Regions from separate parts of the Mus musculus genome. Here region 1 is linked to region 2. Evidence: chromatin contacts called from public promoter capture Hi-C data. All regions are on one chromosome and are shown on one strand. The core of a region is the stretch at or near the end of the contact, and the rest is flanking DNA. Distances in the headings are between cores, read along the strand shown. Region 1 holds the start of Prr23a1 (proline rich 23A, member 1). Region 2 holds the start of Mrps22 (mitochondrial ribosomal protein S22).

The links. Promoter capture Hi-C pulls out the DNA fragments that hold promoters and counts their contacts.
Region 1: a contact with region 2 is called in a promoter capture Hi-C map of stem cell-derived epiblast-like cells, with 2.7 times the contacts expected there. The contact joins the promoter of Prr23a1 here to the promoter of Mrps22 in region 2. A contact is called at or near these places in 12 of 39 promoter capture datasets (the 3T3-L1 cell line, the C10 cell line, the HPC-7 cell line and 6 more), 2 of 15 datasets of contacts at CTCF or cohesin (both in embryonic stem cells), 20 of 484 Hi-C or Micro-C datasets (Sertoli cells, embryonic stem cells, morula and 1 more), 6 of 115 datasets of contacts at active chromatin or transcription factors (embryonic hindbrain, embryonic stem cells and stem cell-derived neural progenitor cells) and 2 of 9 other capture datasets (adipose tissue and pancreatic islet).

Annotation. Positions count from the first base shown.
Region 1 is chr9:98,841,042-98,844,743 of GRCm38.p6, forward strand. It overlaps Prr23a1 (proline rich 23A, member 1), which reads left to right and starts at 1,546. Exons shown (of 1, transcript NM_001134660.1): 1 at 1,546-2,604. The coding sequence starts at 1,546. The coding sequence ends at 2,322.
Region 2 is chr9:98,599,320-98,603,091 of GRCm38.p6, forward strand. Mrps22 (mitochondrial ribosomal protein S22) reads right to left here and starts at 2,360. Exons shown (of 8, transcript NM_025485.3): 1 at 2,154-2,360. The coding sequence starts at 2,325.

The DNA of each region.
Region 1 (3,702 bases), core at 296-2,795, 240 kb after region 2:
TCTGAGGTTGCCTGGGTTACCTGGGAGCCAGAGAGCAGGGAGCAACACTCCTTTTTGCCCAAGGGATGGAGCCTCTGGAATTTCAGGTTCTGACCAGGACCTTTGAAACACTCCAGGAGCCTAAACAGAATTGTCCCTAGCCCCTGTTCTTGGGAAAATGTTCCACCTAACCAGAAATTCAGCAGATGCGTAATATCAAGACTGAAGGCCAGCATACCCCAAATGTATCAGAACAAAGGTTACCGGAGTTTTAATTCCCTTCATAGCGCTAATATCGCAGAGCCTACACAAGAGGGTTCCAGTGTGATCATGGGCAGTCCACAGACTTTAATGACCATCTCAAAGGGCCTGGCTTACATGAATGAAGATTGGAGTCACAAAGTTTATCATCGAGCTTTCTTTCTCTCCAGTCTGGACTGCGTAGGCAGACTCCACCTTAAAAGAAAAAAAAAAAAAAAAACAGGATTCAAATAGGGTGGAATTTTATATGGCCCTTAAAAATGTAGGGGAGTTTAAATAATATGTGCACAATTTTCTTTTAAATAAACAAGATACTCTACTATCATAATTACCTCCAGGATGAAGAATCACGTGGTTAAACAACAGGCATAGGAGGGAATATTTTGTTGTCATCATTTGGCTTTTAAACCTGTTCTAAAAATCCGTGATGGGCTCTTGTACGGAGTTAACATTACTCCACCTTGATATGCCAAATAGGACTTGAAGCTGCAGCTTAGATCAATGTGCTGGGCACTATAAGCTTCAGCAAAGTTGAATTGCTATACCTAGTTTAGCTAGAGACCGGATCCTAGAAATTCGGTAACTCTTTGACATGACTTTTCAACTGCATACTGGACTAAAAATAGATAAGACGATATACCTCCGAGTTGTGATTAACATCCAATTCAATAACTCGTACTTCAGCTCACAGTATAATGCTTAAAAGACTGGCTCACATAACAATAATAATAATGATAATCACAAAACACGTTAACTCTACATTCTGTTTCACCATTGCTGGAGGATGACTGAGTGGTCATTTAAAAATCGGAAAGAGATTTAGGATTACATGCAAAACTTCCGGCACTATAGGTCAAACCAGAATTACGTCTCATGTCCTGATATGGCATTCCACTCGCGAGACTTGAGCAGTGATCCCTTACAGATATAGTGTGATGAAAGCATACAAGGCCCACAATCCAAAGCGAACCGAAGGCCTACAAACTAAATGGCTGCCCATGCAGTGCGACCAACCCATTGCCACGCACTGACCTACAAACTACAGCCACAGCCATTGGTCAGCATGACGCTCCTGGGCGGAGCCTAGAAGGGGCGGAGCTTACTATGACATTTCCCTATCCTTCGACGTGATTTCCCGCGCATCTCCTGAAATATAAATGTATCCGGCGTGAGGAAAGCCCAGAGCTGTAGAGCACGAGACTGAAGCCGCTCCATCAGCGCCTGAAGCCGCTCCGCCCGCGCCGTCGCACCTGCCCGCGCTGCACCCTGCACCCGCGCCTCTCCAGCCCCACAGAGCCGTCCATCATGCTGCGCACCAGGCCCCGCAGCCCCAGCGCCAACCCCGCGCCCTGCTGGTCACCGCAGACACCAGCACCCAGCCCTGCCAAGCGCCGCCGCCTCCACCAGGAGCCCGCGTGCCCAGAGCCCCTGGCTCAGCCAGAGCTGGAAGCGCCCGCCGAGCCCGCTAGCAGCGCGCTCACCTCCGTGGTGTTCCTGGCCGCCGGCTCTGCCCTGCAGTTGCCCCTGGATGGCATCGACCTGCTGTTGGAGCCTGAGCCCACCTCGGTCCTGCAAGTGTCGCTCCAAGAACACACCATCCTCCTGGTCCCCGAAGGACTCATGACACAACCCCAGCCAGGACAGCCTGGATTCGTGGCCATCAGCCCACAGGGAGCCGCTGCCCAGGACGGGCCCCAGGATCATCTAGTCGGTCTCCAGGAGGAAACCTTCTGTGAGTACTTCTACCAAGAAGATGTCTGTGATGAGGATGCAGACTTGGAATTGCTGGAACCCTGGGCTAGGCCTCCAGATGATCAGGCCAATGGGAACTTTTCCTCCATCCCAGGGGTGCCCAGTCCTTTGTTGCAGGAACAAGTCCCAGGGCCTTCCACTGGAGCAGAGCGATATTCTCCTAGGTTTATCTGGGAACTGGACAGCTACCTGCTGGGACCCCTCCCTGGCTCACCACTGCAGCCTCTGCCTCCATCTCCTTCCCAGAGTCCCCAAGAGCAGCTTCCGCCACGCCCTCCATGCTCTCCCCGGGCTCCTTGCAAGGCCCGGAAGCGACTGGTCTATGACTGAACTGCCCTGCACAAATCCTCGATGCCTCCCTGCAAGAGAACCCCTTCCCAATGCCATTGTGTGCCTTTACAGAGCCTACAAGGTTAGGATAACATTCTTGGTTTTGAAGTGGGCAGAATGTAGAATATTGGCTCTGTGATTGGCTTGAAGAAAGATCCTTAACGTTTTCTATTGGATATTTAAGTCCAATTAAGTACGGGTACATTCTTATATGTTATGTAATAAGGCACTTACTTGAATTTTATCATAAAGTATTGTCTTTTCTGTAAAAAGCTTTTTCATAGTCTTTGTCCTGCTGAGGTTTTACTTTATAAAGTTTCTGATCGTAAAATAATGTTGCTGTCTGTTTTGGTTTTGGTTAAGTACAACGACTTCATCAAAATGTTGGCTTTAGGGGCTGGCGAGATAGCTCAGTGGGTAAAAGCACTGACTGCTCTTCTGAAGGTCCTGAGTTCAAATCCCAGCAACCACGTGGTGGCTCACAACCATCCGTAACGAGATCTGGCGCCCTCTTCTGGAGTGTCTTAAGACAGCTACAGTGTACTTACATATAATTAATAAATCTTTTTTAAAATGTTGGCTTTAATAATTGAATTAAATTACATTTTAAAAACTTGATTATTAGAGTATCTTCATGTAAGAGCTATGCTGAGCACTGAATCGTTGTTATACACATAGCTACATTATAAGAGAAGAAATAAGACCAGGGGTGGGGCTAAAATACTTTTTAAAAAAAAGTCTCTCTGTGAGATACTTGAGGAGAGATGGTTGAAAGGAGAAACAATTGGAGAGTTGCCTTAAGGAATCCATTGTTACATTTTTAGAATTTTTTGCTTCCTACATGGTGCTCCATGATGTCTTTTTCATCAGTCCATGTGGTGGCTTGGTGGTGACAGCTCTTACAACAACTAAGGACCTTTTCATCTGTACTATTCCATAGAATTTCTTTTATATTAGAGAGTGGTTGGTTGGTTTTGGTTTGGGTTTTTGGATTTTGAGACAGGGTTTCTCTACAGAGCCCTGGCTCTCCTGAACTCAACATGTAGGTAGATCAGGCTAGTCTCGAATTCACAGAGATCCACCTCCCACTGTAGCTGTCTTAAGACTTGCCAGAAGAGGGCATCAAATCTTATTATGAGTGGTTGTGAGCCACCATGTGGTGGCTGGGATTTGAGCTCAGGACCTTCGGAAGAGCAGTCAGTGTTCTTACCTGCTAAGCCATCTCACCAGCCCTGTTCATATATTTTTGTTCATGTGTTTGCTGGGATTTGTGGTGGTTTGTTTGTTTGTTTGTTTTGTTTCTATTCAAATGACTTCTAATATTAAACTCCCCTCTCTCTCTCTCTCTCTCTCTCTCTCTCTCTCTCTCTCTCTCTGTGT
Region 2 (3,772 bases), core at 1,110-3,609:
TGAGGTGCAATTTTAAATACACTTTGGTTTCTTTGTGTGGTTACTGGGGACTAGCATTAAGGTAAAGAAATACAATCACTGGATTAATTTATTGCTAATATTTATATTAAAGATAACTCATTAACACTTTCCATTGGAAAGGTAAAAGGCCATGTGTTCCTGGGTTCCTCTTAGCCATCGGTCCCAAAGATACTAGAGCCTTGCAAGATCCTGGCCAAGCTCCTTCTCTCCTTATTCATAGTCCCACTGGGTACTTTTCTAGCTTTCTATGGCTTTAATTACATCCACCTGCCAGACTCTAAAATCCCAATCTCTACCCAAGGTCATCTCCACCCACTTCCCAATGGACATCTCACCTGTAAGCCAAGACTACCAGACCATAACATCCCTGCAACCTTTGCTTGTCTCATCCCTGCGGCCCTTACTACTCTCTATCACAGCGCAGTCTATCAGTCATTCAGTCCAGAGTCTTAAAATGATTCCTGACTCCTTCCATACCCAACACACTGAGCCAAAAAAAAAAAAAAAAAAAAAAAAAGCAGGTAAAATGATAGGACTGACCATTATTAACACATAGGAGATTTACTGTGCAGTGCTTGCTGAGCTAAATACACACCATGCTCAGAATATTCAGCTCTCACAGCAACCCTATAAAGCAGTTAGCCCACTTTTACAAAAAACGAATACTAGGTAATCGTCTCTTTTTAGATCTAGCTCCCACTGCCATTACTTTAGTCAAAGCCATGCTTGCTCCTTACCTTGGCTTCTCTGACTCTTTCCTGAACTCACTACAAACCATTCCCACAAAGATTCCTTGAGAGTGATCTGCTAAAAAACGCAAGCAAGATGATTTAAAGCTTTCACATTTAAAACTCGCATGGTTTGACTGTGTCCGCCACTGAGAGATTTAGTCTCTGTCCCAGTTAGGGTTTCTATTACTGCAATGAGTCACCATGGCCATGAGCAAGCTGGGGAGGAAAGGGTTTGGCTTACACTTCCACAGTGTAGTCGTCTATCGTTGAAGGAAGTCGGGACACAAACACAAGTTGCCCAGAGGCAGAAGCTGATGCAGAGGCCATGGAGGGGTGCTGCTTACTGGTTTGCTCCCCCTGCTTTCTTATAGAATCCAGGACCACCACCAGCCCAGGCATTGCACTACCCACAATGGACTGGGCCCTCCCACCTCAAACACTAAGTAAGAAAATGTCCTACAGCTGGATCTTATGGAGGCATTTCTTTCCATTCAGATAACTCTGGCTTGTGTCAAGTTGACACAAAACTAACGAGAACGTTTCTTTGAAGACCAAACTCCTGTGTTTATTCTCATGGTCACCCACAAGCTCCAGTAACTATATACATGCTCAGCACTACACTGTCTTGAGACAAGCTCACGCACCTGCTCGACTCTAGTGATCGTTTTTTTACTCCAGTGCGCCTCAATTTGTATCTAACTGTATACTGACCCTGGAATAACAAAGACATCTCAACTTCAACACAAAACAAGCAAAATTCCGCCTCCTTTCCCGTTTTTTAATTTTCATTTTACCGAGTCATCAATCCAAACTCAAAAATCAACCACATAAACTGTTTCTACCATTAATGTTCTCTAGCTTGCCACGAGTCTCCATTCAACTGCTTACCATCAAAACCTGGACACTTACTTAGACATTATCAATCCTAACTCCAAAATACGTTCCCCCAAAATACCAGCGTTCAGTTTCTTCTCTATACCTCTGCTTATTATGGTGTCCTCTTGTTCTTTTAACCTTAGCATGGTTAGCCTGGTGGCAGCGTTGCCCGTATTTTCCCTGGGATTCATCCCTATGCGTCCAACATAGTTTGAAAGGCAGCTAAGTGCTTTCCGCCCCCCCCTCCCCCCATGCCCGACGTAGCCTGGATCACAGAACTCTGCCAATCGCCACTGGGATAACAGAGTCCAGGTCAACCCTACAGCATGCCCCAAGCTAATGTAGTGTAATGCTTTGCAAGGGGCGGCACGCAAGCACTAGTGACTGAATGAATGAATGAATGAGGACTTAGATAAGTTCTGCAAGGACGGACGGAAGCCGCACGCAGTCTGACAAGCCGCCTTCACTCGTTAGAGCAAGCTCTAAGTTTCCCGGGCGCTCAGCAGAGTTCTGGCGGTCACTCACCTGCCTCGGAGCTGAGCAGGCGGCGAGGCTGCCCCACCTCGAATGGCTGGGGCCGCGTCGCGAGCAGAGCATCGGGGTGGCGCTGGGCTGTGGCCCGAGTACAGACCCGCCGTGCTCGCCGAGAGCCCAATTGGAACCTCCACAGCGACAACGGTGTTCTGACTGCAGCCATGATTACCAGACGCTCTTTGCGCCGGAATCGATAGAGCAACTTCCGGCTCGAGAGGTTTTTGTGCAGCATTCTGGGAAATGTAGTCTGGGTGGAGGCAAGGCGCCGCGGAAGCGTTTTAAAACTACTAAAATCTTTGTGCAAGCAAGGCAAGCACTGTATGGAATGAGCTATATGCCCCGCCCCGCTTCCCTCTTAGAGACAGTCTCTGCAGTCTTGACCTCAAACCCGCTGCAATCCGCTTTCTGACCTCTGATTACAGATGTGGGAATGAACTTTTTAAAGAATTTTTTTAAAGTAATTTTGTTTGTGTGTGCATGCGCATGAACTTGTATGTGGAGGTCAGAGGATAGCCTGGGAGAGTCGCCGCTCTCTTTCGACCCAGAGATGGAACTCAGGTGAAACTTGGTAGCAGGTATCTTTACAACCTGAGCAGGAATCTCACCAGCCCATTTACTTTTGTTTGTTTGTTTATAGTATTAGCTTTATCATTTGTATACAAGACATATACCACATACACACACATGCATACACACATAATACATACATGTTAAGAGTACATACATTAAGAAACAAAATAGTCGGGCGTGGTGGCGCACACCTTTAATCCCAGCACTTGGGAGGCAGAGGCAGGCGGATTTCTGAGTTTGAGGCCAGCCTGGTCTACAGAGTGAGTTCCAGGACAGCCAGGGCTACACAGAGAAACCCTGTCTCGAAAAAAAAAAAAACAAAAAAAAAACCAAAAGAAACAAAATAAGGGCTTGGAATTTAGCTCAGCACTAGAGTACTTGCCCTAGGTTCGGGTCCTAACAACACATGGGCACGTGCAACATCCCACCAACTGCTTATTCACAAGTACGTGTTTGAGTCTCTCGATGTGTGTACAGGTTTTTTGTTTTGTTTTTGTATTTTTTTCCTCTGTGCTCCTTTTCTCTTTTCTTTTTGGTTTTATGGTTCTGAATAATGAATGTGTATTGCCCTCCTAGACCTCTTCCCCCACTTGCGGGTTTAAATCCAACTGTTTGCAGTTCTTTCAAACTTTTCAAACGCACCCCAAATGTTTGTTCTTCATTCTGAATCCATAACCACCAATCACCTTATACCTTCCCTTCATCGGCCCTTCTATAATTTCTGGTCATTCTCCTTATTATCTGCTTATTTTTCTCACCACATGAAGGCTATGCCTATACATTATTATAATTTTACCTAGTACTGTTTATGTGCAGAACAAATACTTGTTGAATGAAAGAATGGATGGGTGGATGGATGGATGGAAGGATGGATGGATTGGTAAATGGATGGATGCATAGATGGATGGATGGATGGATGGATGGATGGATGGATGGATGGATCAATGGATGGATGGATGGATGGATGGATGGATGGATGGATGGATGGATAGGTGGGTGGATGCATAGATGGATGGATGGATGGATGGATGGATGGATGG